Linked DNA regions of Dromaius novaehollandiae: region 2 is linked to region 1. A link is a contact called in public Hi-C data. All regions are on one chromosome and are shown on one strand. Each heading gives the region's core, a stretch centred on a gene start, on an enhancer-like site or on the middle of the called end of the contact. The rest is flanking DNA. Distances are from core to core; before and after follow the strand shown.

Region 1 (5,381 bases), core at 772-3,271:
TGTTAAAGATTTTTTTAATTGGCTGAGTTAGAAAGATATCTTTTTCTTTTTTTTTTTTTTTTTTTTGCTTCCCCCCCCTCCTTCCTCTTCTTTCCCTCCCACCCCTTTTCTTTTTTCTTTTGGAGCATAAAGCTTCCTGGTAAGAGAGGATGTACAGGGGAACACTTCAGGAACTACATCTATGGATGTACGATTTCATCATTCCAACATACATCCTATTATATTGACTACTTATGCCCTTGATTAGTTCATTTTTTTTATTTGAAAATGTTTCTTGACTTGCTCCATTTCCTCCTACATATTCTCTTTTTTTTTTTTTTAATGAAAGATCTATGCAACACCTCAAACTTGATCGTTTCCTTTTGCAGTCAGGCCGCTCTTATTGAAGGAACCATTCTCCTACAGTTTGGTCATCTGGAATTCTCTTCCATGTGTCTTCCTTTACTTTATTGTCCAGTCTATTCAGAGTTTAAATACACACATCTCTCCCCTTCACTATTCTTTCTCTCTAAGATTGTTCAGAACTTAAATATCATTTTAAACAAGGAGGAGAACATTTTGATCATGTATTCTAATAAATGTCATTATTGTTTAAGTAGAGAGGGTTGGATCAATATACACACCAAAAAAAAAAAAAAATCAGATTGAATCTGTTTCTCTGAAAGAGGCAATGCTTAATTGTAATTTGATCAACTAAAGTTTTGCTGTACTTGAATATGTTGCTATCTTCAGACTCGTTAGAGAAATTTTCAATCTACTCGTGACTTTATTTCTAAACCATAGCAGCGTTGAGGTGGAAGCAAAAGAAAACAAGACATCACAGTTTGCTTCACATGCTTTTTCCCATTGCTCATATTTTCTCTAGTCAAATCATCATAAAAGGGATAAAACTTTTTAATTAGTTTGAAGCAGAAAACTTTTCACCTAACTGCAAATATGAGTCTTCTGAACTTAAATGTTTTATTCTTATAAACTGTATCTTTAATCTCCACCATTACCAGACAAAATAAATAATTCTACACTTCTGGAACAGCTTTCTAAATAGCCTGTTCTAAAAGGGTATTAAAAAAAAAAAACCACACACACACACAAAGTCATTATATCTCCTAGTAGTTGCAGACCTGAGGACAGGGAAAAGACTAATATAAATATCCTTTTGGTAGATACACAGAACCTTGTGGGGGAAAAAAAGGAAGTTAACAGGGCCAAAATGAAAAGTGTACGTGCTACAAATGGGAGCCTCAAGTCATTGAGAGCTTTTCAAGTCCTTCTCAGGTGCAGCGAGGATGGAAGAATTTAACTTGCTTCATACGATTGTATAATTTATGTCTTAAATTACATAACCATAGCCTTTTTAAAAATACTGAAAAAAAACTTTCAAGTTGTTATGAAGAAATAAAAGCATTTATGGTAAAACATACTAAAACCTCACTGTATGCTAACTTCTATTTGGAATTCACGTTTATTTAACTTGAGGCTGGGCTGAAGCTTCCAAGACAACTGTTACTCTTCAAGAAAGATTCCTAGTAGCTTACTGCTCCAAAGGCAAAGGGCACCGGTACTTTGCCGAGTGCAGCTCAGCGAAAGGAAAGCTTGTATACCTTCTGCGTAAAGCAAGGCGATCTCCAAGCAAACCATAAACACCAGAAACAACCAGCGCCGGCCCCGCTCGCACGGCTGAGGACAGGCTCAGCCCAAGCCGCTACGCTTAGGAGGGCACAAACGCTTCAGGCGCTGTTAACGCGCCTTTACACACAGGACCGGTAACCACAGCACCCAGTCACGGGTCCTTAGAAAGCAGCTGCCCCTAACGAATACCCACGGGCGTGGGGGGGGGAGGAGGAGGCTCCCCTCCGATAGCCGGAGCCGCCCTGGGGCGCAAGGCAGGGCGGTTGTGAGGCGGCCCCCGCCCTTACCTGCCCTTCGCCGCGTTTCCAGCCCCACGCGGTAGGAGCCGGGCCCCACGCACGGCCCCGCGCAGCCCGCGGGCAGGCTCGGCGCCTGCACGGCGAGGTCGTACATGGCCCCGCCGCCCGCAGCACCTGCCGCCGCCCGTCGCCATGGACGCGCCGCGCCGCCCCGCCCCAGAAACCGGCCGCGCCCCGCCCCAACGGCCGCACCGCCCCGCCCCGCCCCAGAAACCGGACGCGCCCCGCCCCAACGGCCGCACCGCCCCGCCCCGCCCCAGAAACCGGACGCGCCCCGCCCCGCCCCGCCCCGCCCCAGAAACCGGCCGCGCCCCGCCCCAACGGCCGCCCCGCCCCGCCCCAGAAACCGGCCGCGCCCCGCCCCAACGGCCGCCCCGCCCCGCCCCGCCCCAGAAACCGGCCGCGCCCCGCCCCAACGGCCGCCCCGCCCCGCCCCGCCCCAGAAACCGGCCGCGCCCCGCCCCAACGGCCGCCCCGCCCCGCCCCAGAAACCGGCCGCGCCCCGCCCCAACGGCCGCCCCGCCCCGCCCCAACGGCCGGGAAGGGCTTTCGTGAGGCGGTTTTTCCACCCCACCGTTTAATATCCTACTTGCCCGGGAGCGCAGTTCTGTTTCACGTGCCCCCCGCAGCAGCGGCTGCTGCCGCCCAGCCTCCTCTCAGGCGTACGGAGTCGTAATAAACCAGAAATCTCTGTAATGATGACGCTTTGAACGGTCTCATTCAGTTTGTCTCATTAGGTCTTGTCCGATTCTGTGCCTTCATTAATTACTACTGGTTAGTAAGGGGGTAGTAGGAATCCCCCCAGCTAAAATACTCATTTCCTAAGGAAAGAAGAGGAGAGGCAGGGAAACAGCACAAACTTTTGGGAGATAAACAGCATCCCTATGACAGGCAGCGAAGCCTGCCTCCACCAAAGCTCAGAAAACCAGTCCCCTGAATAAGTAAATGTGTTTCTTTCGTTAGAACTGTTAAATTGTTAAAGTTGTTACTAAATTGTTTCACTCTTTGCATCTTTGTTTCCAGAAAACTCTCAGTTGGCAAAAACTGATCACATGGCTTCAAGCTTTGAAGATGCAGTGACTGAGCTCTGTGAGCAGCCGAGAATAGTTTTGAACGCCGTGTCCTTAAGTTGAGCCAGTTTCCAAACTGCTGCCCATAATCAGTCTCACCGTTTGCTCTCAAAATGCAGCTCTGCGTTCAGCTGTCCCCCCTTTCTGCTTGGACCCTAGCGGCAGCTACACGGCTTCTCTGCGCCAGGCTCCCCGCTAGAGAGCACAGGCGATATCCTGAGGGTATCAGATACCTCCTTTTGGAACATCCCTTCGAAAGGTGGCGAAGAGGAGCAGGGGAAGAAGAACCAAACAGCAATTTTATCCATCAACACGTGCATTCAGGTGGGAGATGACACTTCAGGTATTTCCCACTGCAGAAAAATGAAGAGCAGATGTAAGCAGTTATCTCCAAACAGGCAATCAGTCACAGCTGCTATTTCCATCAACCTAGACCTTTCATTAGGGTTGTATTTACTGAGCTCACGTTAAGGTTCCGAGTCTTCCATTTAAATACACCTCACTCTTTCTGGTAACATCTTTCATTCGGATAGAGCATTTGTACAGATTTCCATGCGGTCACAGCTGGCTACACAGGCAGTGAATTTAGCCCCAATCTGCATTATAGAAAAACCTCAAATATAGTAATAAAATCGAAAACTTGGCTATAATTCACAACACATTTTTTTTTTACATTAGGCCAGCATATATGAAAAATGGTGATACATGTGAGGTTAAAAATATTTACTTTCCTTCATCATTACAGAGTTTCTTTATATGGTTTTCAGCATCAGCTTTGTAGAAAATCGGTTAACATATACAACAGAGGTAACTGTAGATGGCGTATTTCCCCAATTTTCTCAGATGATACGCAGTACAATTGAACTCTGCCCATTTCACCATTGCAAACATGATGCAGCAGAAAGCTTCCCCATTTCAGTACTCTCACAAAAATTATGAATAGTAGTTCCAGCCTACCACAGCTCTGAAATTAAACATATCCATACAGAACAGCACTACAGTCTGCTCACATGAAGAAATCATGCTTCATCAACATACATTTCAGAACTACGTGCAAAAAATATTTTAAAAGCTGATGCAAGTCAAAATCAGTAAGGAAACCCTTCATAAATGATACTCTTTATGTGTAGGTAATGTATTAGTCATGTTAATTTAGGATACCAAGGTGAAATCAGGACTGACAGCAGCCCAGTGTGCTGTGTCAATACTGTATTCAATCCACAGAGGCCACTGCTCCTCTAATCAGTTCTGGAGCAGTGTTCACAGAGGAAAAGCTGTAAGCCTCTGCTCCTCTCTCTTTCTGTTATCATCCCTATTTGAATTGCATGCAGTCAAATATTGCTATCTGAGGTTAGAGAGAAATTGCTGTAACATGAAATCTTGTAAGGAGAGCAAGCCAGCAAAAATAGAGGTATTTTGCATCTCTAAAGAAAATTCTGAGGACTCCCACAGGCATCCCCATATGATGTGAAATCAACAGAGAAGCAGTCTGCTAAAATACTAGAGTAAGGAGAAAAGATGAACTTTGGGGTGGATTAAGCCAGAAGTCCCAGGCTTAAAATGCAAAAAGGGCAAGAGCCATTAGACACAAAGGAAAGTTTTCTAGTGAAGAGTATTTCATGAAACTTGTAGAAATGAAAGAATTATGTATATAGATGTAATTTTATTTTTATATTTTTAAATAAAAATCTAAATATTAAAAACAAAGCATTAAAGATATATTTACAAGGCAAAGAAATTATGTGGCCAAAGCAAGATAAAACAGTGCTTTAATAATACTGTGCTCCTATTTCTGATTTATGTACATTCCAAAGACCCATATGTGATAACTTAGACTCTGAAATCTATCTACACTGTGAATAACACTATATGGACAGCAAAGATGCTAGTTAAAGACAATGCAGCAGTGTGAGAGAAGTATATTTTAACCAAAAAAAGCAGCATGGGAGACACACAGAGGAAAAGTGAGCTTTTCATAAAAGAAACAATGAACCAGGAAGCTGAAGATCACTGAGAGGATAAATTACAAATGTTTTAACATGATTCAGATGAAATAGTCCAGATTTCTAATCCTAGGCCAGATGTCTTTCTGTCAGGAATATTCCCAAGAGACAATTCTCCTTACCCTAGCATTTCCTTCTACATCCTGCTGCAAATTTTGCATCTGTTTCATTTTTCAAGACTGTCATATGAATATCTAACCATAGTTTTCCACCAGAATTCTTTCTGTGGCTGGGACCTCAGTCTGCTTGCACTATAGTCTTCCAATCTGCTCTGAGATTTGTTGATTCATTTCATTTTCCTATTTGCAAATGTCTAGGCAAGGAGCAAGTTGTGATGCTGAAACTGCAGTTACCAGCTGGATTATTACATGTACAAATCA
Region 2 (5,381 bases), core at 1,365-3,864, 130 kb after region 1:
TTTCAATAAATGGCTAGGACAGAAAAGTATCAAACCAAACAGCACTTCCAGATTTACAAATTTTCGCTTGTATTTCAGTCACTGCTGAAAAGGATCTTGAAAATGCTCAGCTTGTTCAGATTCTCCACAGACTGCTCTCAGACGACAGGAGCGCTCCAGAAATAAAATACAACTCCATGGTGCTGATCTGTGCCCTTATAGGATCTGGTGAGTATGCAGAAGGGGCTTGCTTTCCTAAAAGATTTATATATTTAAACTTAGCTCTCTTTTTAGCCTGAACATAGAGTCTACGCAAATGTACTCAGAGACTGGTTCTCAGTTCACAGTGACTGTATGCACACAATAGTTCAATTTATTATGACATATTCTTCACTTAATAGTTGCAAGAGAAAGAGGCTGTTTATTCAGTTTTGGATGATATTAACTGCAGAAATTGGACTCTGGCTTCTGCAGGATGCAGAGAGCTCTTAAATTTCCACTGGCAAGACACAAATGAAAGGCATTCAAAACTCCACAGCATCAGGCCCTCTATGCAAATACACAGATAACATGAACTTAATTTCCACCTTTAGCGGTAAACTCCCTGCAATTTGTGGTGGTGGTTTTCTTGCCAACCTACTCATGAAGTAAAATTAGGTGGAGGGGAAAGGAAGCTTGCAAGGAGTGTACTTACCTCAAGTTTCAAGTGAGAATAACAAGAAGGGCAGGAAGCAAAAAAGAAAAATACAGTATTTGTGGGGACAGACACACACAAGTCAGTACTCAGACCGGCGCGTAGGCTGTAGTCCTGCTTTCGGAGGGATCCTCGCTTACCTTCTCACGCTGAAGGGTGCTTCGCCCCGCAGCCCTCACAGGCCGGGTCCCACCGTTCCCCAGCTCCTCCTGGCTGCTCTGAAGGACGAGCAGAGCGTGCTCTGACAGCTGCCAGCGCTGGGCGCTGCAAACTGCCTTCCTTCCAAGCTAACCCTCTTCTAAAGGTCAGGTTGTTTTCGGGACCGTGAACCAAGCTATGGTTTGAATTGCAACCTCCCACGTTTGTGTGAGCAAACAAGGGGGGAAAAAAATTGGAGCAAGCTATCATGGAGAAATTTGATTTCTACCCTAAGGAGTCGCAAAGTGGCTCAGTTTGCTTTAGTGTTTTTAAAAATATACATTTAATCTGTGGGAGGAGAGCACGTTTCAGCCCAGAAAGGTTTCGGTTTCAGAAATTTACAAACAACTAAGATGACAGAGAAGGAAACTGGATTAAGTACAAAAGAGGGGGACCCTGAGCCTGCCTGCACACTGTCACCAAGGGGGAAACAACCGGAGATTGTCTGGAGATGAGTTTACAGCAACTCAACTGAATAAAAGTTATCGTAGCTAAGCATGTGCTGTCTCTGTAAGCAGTTATTTTTCTTAACTACAGGGTTCACCAGGACGGGTGTAACTAAGACTCTGGTGGTCCTTACCACAGGCGAGTGACTGCTCTGTTAACTGCCAGCTTACAGAAGCCAAATTACAGTCTTTAGAGCAGTATATACATCTTAGAGTACAAAAAAAGTGCTCAAAATTCTATAACAAGCCTCAAATGTTTAGTGTTTTTAATTTTTAGACATTGAGATGCATCATTATTTTTTCTGACAAGCTTTTTAAGCCTTTTTGTCCTAATGGCTATCTGTGCCTTTCAGTGCAGAAGTTTCCCCTTCCCCTCACAGTGATGTTTTCTTGGCTATTCCCATTGCTTCCAACTAAAATAATATTCCTCAGAAATTCTGCTTGACACTTGCATTTTCACTTCCCTGGGTCTTGTCACCTGGAAGATTGACACAGTTACTTAAAGTCACATAACCGTCTCTTTATGCCACTAGCTTAAGGAACTGTCTTGTTTTAGGTTTTTTCAGGGTTATTGAGCTGTCAGAGTCCAGCCTGACAGCGCGCTACAGCCTTTGCCTAGGCGGGATGTTGCTTAGCCTTCTCCCCATCTCTGCAGGAGCAGAGGGCACGTTACTGCAATACGTAGCCGTAAAGTCGGGGCACAGCACCCGGCTGAGCCAGCCAAGCACAGCCCTGCTGCCTGATGAACACACCTGCAAGCCATTACACAGGGATAACTGAGCCACCCTGGTGTTAACTTTTCAAATCAGTTTAAAAAAAATTTTAACTTCGGTGGGAGGGATTGCAAGAGCAAAACCTGCTGTCTGCACATGCGAATATATGGAAATACATGCATCTCAGCTCTGTTACCTCTAACTTCATTTCACCACTGTCTCCACACACAATCCACAGACATCACTTACGTCTATAGTTTCCATATTCTACTGTAAATAGACCTGCATAGCTATTTTAAAGTAAAGTTGTGTTATTTTAGTTCTTGTTAATTCTGCAGTGAACACTGTTGAACTATCCTTTACTACAGGGCATCTGACATCACGCTTAACTTGATAGCACCAACAGTTGTGCATTAGCAATAAAAAAAAATACATGTGTTTTTGTCATCTGGAAGTTGCTGTTGCAACTGAGTGAATACATGGAAAGAGGGAAGAATGAGCACAATGGAAACCAGAAACGTGTAACTCAGGGAATCAGCAGAAGCAGAGCGTTCATAGCTACACAGTCGCTGCTGTGCGAGAGGGCCCCAGGAACCTGAACGTTAAGCAGAAATATTCAGCCACTATAAAGCAGTGAGTTTCTGGTATCTCAGAAGGAGAAAGGAGGCAGAAAACGTTTACAACACAGGAGAATAACCCCGACAGCTTCACCAAAATTGCTCAGGACATGAAGGTTCCCAGGGCCGCAGCCGTGGCTCTTTGCTCTCACACATTAGGGATTAAATTGTGCAGGAAAACTGAGAATATGTGAACAAGAAAGTAGGAAGAGAAACAAGAGTCTCAAAAAGCTTGCTGTACAGAAAAGTAGTAAATGTGCATAGCATACAGCAGAGCTGATCGGAAGCAGATGGTCAGGATCCCTCCTGGGACACGCAGGGTCGGGCCCCCGGCAACACCTGGGAAGCAGAGACACACGCGAGTGTTTGTTACTGATTTCACTGTAGTTCACCGTAACGGCCTAGACAACCCAAAGCAAAAAAACTCAACACATTTTCAAAGAAACATTGCTCCCAAGCTTTGACACACAGTACAGGGCAATCCAGTGTTCTCCAAAACAGAGCTTCACAGTTTCAGGTAAAACGTAAATGCTGTATACATACATCCACGGTAAGGAGTATTGCCAAACATGTTTGTAACAGTTTCAGAGCTGAAGCACAGGTGGACAGCTAACAGTGACTAGAGCAGTGATGTGTCCTTTAAAGAACTATTTTCAGCCTCCTCACACTCCTACACAACCAACCAGGTGGCAGCTGATTTGATACAGGTGAACTACACAGTAAGCCTTACAGGCAAGCTCGCCTGCTCGGTCTAACTGTTTTAAGGAATAAGGCAGAAACAAGAAAGGGTTTCATGAAAAATGCTTCCTAAGCATCTATTTTGGAAGGCAGTTCAGGTGGATTTTCATAACCGCAATGCAGCAGCTTCATCCTTCCCTCTCTACCCAAAATCCCTGGAGTTTGCACATGCTTTGTACTTTAGGCATCTAGGCCCTGGAGGGTTCCCCCCACCCTCAAAAGCAATTCAGAAAGTTGTTAAAAAGATAGCGTGTGCCCACGCGCATGTATTTGTGCGCCCATGTGCGTACATATTTCTAGGGCAGCACTGAGTAGAAGTTTCTTACCATCAGCAAACCTTTCTGTTCTTGCGCCTGTCTCGTACCAAGAGCTCTCTCTTTTACTGTTTCTTTTTCCAGAACCTCTTCAGAAGGAAGTGCAGAGCATGGCATTTCTAGAAGTGGTATCAAAACTCCGCAGCCATGAGAACAAAACTGTGGCCCAGCAGGCCTCGCTAACAGAGCAGAGACTTGCTGTGGAAAGCTGAGGAAGGTCTCTCGTGTTCGCAGCATCCCATCACAGAGTTCACCTTTGTCCTCCGTCCCGCTGCCGCTCCTGCTATGTTTTCCACTGTATCACTTGTGCATGCGTGTAATGTTCCCACACCAATTGATGAACTGCTGTAGGTACCCGTCCAAAAAGATTTCTAAAAATCCATAGGTGGTGTTCACATGAACCTGTCAGGAACAAGTCTCCACCCATAACTGTCCTACTCGTATTCTTGTTGCTTGGGCCACATAGTAGAATGTGCATGTTGTAGTCCTATGATGATGTAAAGTGGTACTACACAATGAATCTTTCCTCACACCCCTAACTGCATAACAATGTGCTACTCAATTAGGGATAATACAAGATGCAGCAAGTCCAGGCTAGAGGGCTGCTTGTAGGATTAAGAGGTAAATCTAGCTCCATTTTTGGTGCTTTGGAGATGCAGGTTTGAATGCAATGTACTGCTGCTCATTCACTGGTCTTGCCTATTAATGTCAAACTCGTGGTACCTAGAGGTAACAAATAAAAATTTCAGTGCTCTCACTTTATCCCGTGGTTTGTCCTTTTCTGTTTTCAAATGCAGAAGCAGCGACTGCACCCCCACGCACTTGCGAGGAGCCTTTTCTCATTCATGACTCTGGCCCTGATGCAACCACTCTTTCAGTAGAGAGAAAGACAAAGAAAACAATTTCAAGCCTCTTTCACTGGAGTATACTCAAATAGGGGCACTGGGTAGTTTAACAATCACGTGGGCTTTAAAAGAATATGCTGTACAATCCTTATCCCTTAAAGCCACACCAGTTTGAGTGCTGTTGGGCTCGCTTGGGGTGTTTTTGTTTTGTTTTTCTCCCCTCTTTGGAGGATGGATTTTTAAAGGCACGCCTTGCAGCAATTGCCCAGGACAATGCCAGCAAGTGAGAAGTGTGGCATGCAAGAGTCTTCCTTGTCTGCTCTCCTAGGTAGGCGAGTTGTGATATTGCGAGTTTAAGCTTCTTGGCCTCACAGCTGTGCTTTTGTAGGTTTGCGACGTGATGGTGAGCAAACCAAGAGACAGCTCTTCGACAAAACAGGGAGCAGCAGGAATGCCAGCTTCCAGCAAAGGAGCATGTGCTGTTTTGGAGTGTGTGATGCCACTGCCGAGCTTGATCAAGTCCATAATGCACATACCAAGTCCTGTGAGCTATAACATTTTAAAGCAAATTGAGCACTCCCAGGGCCAAGCTGTCGGCCTCCGAAGTCCCAGGCTCCTTGCTTATCAGCAGAAGAGGCATTCCCAGAAATCAAGCACCCATGCAACCCCAAGCCCCATGGTCACAAACCACTGCTGTTGACCTGATGAGCTAAGATATTCCCAGAGTCACTTCCCAGCCTCATGAAACCATGGGCTATCCCACCTGACACTCAGAGGGGAAGATGCCAGTCATGACAGAGAACAGAGGTTGCATATGAAAAGAAATTAGAGACCTTT

The links. A called contact is a pair of places that touch in the nucleus more often than the background predicts.
Region 2: a Hi-C map of brain shows a contact between it and region 1, with 2.6 times the contacts expected there. The contact joins the enhancer-like site here to the promoter of STPG2 in region 1. A contact is called at or near these places in 3 of 4 Hi-C or Micro-C datasets (brain, liver and ovary).

The regions. Positions count from the first base shown.
Region 1 is chr4:17,812,376-17,817,756 of bDroNov1.hap1, forward strand. STPG2 (sperm tail PG-rich repeat containing 2) reads right to left here and starts at 2,022. Exons shown (of 11, transcript XM_064511542.1): 1 at 1,917-2,022. The coding sequence starts at 2,022. It overlaps LOC112988754 (a long non-coding RNA gene), which reads right to left. Exons shown (of 3, transcript XR_003260614.2): 3 at 2,510-3,351.
Region 2 is chr4:17,946,732-17,952,112 of bDroNov1.hap1, forward strand. RAP1GDS1 (Rap1 GTPase-GDP dissociation stimulator 1) reads left to right here. Exons shown (of 14, transcript XM_064510508.1): 13 at 79-207; 14 at 3,784-4,461. The coding sequence ends at 3,911. Among named protein-coding and RNA genes, the nearest start is that of TSPAN5, 95 kb to the right of the region's middle. Within about 2 kb of position 2,615, at least 1 of the 2 cell types and tissues checked has open chromatin away from gene starts, as enhancers often do.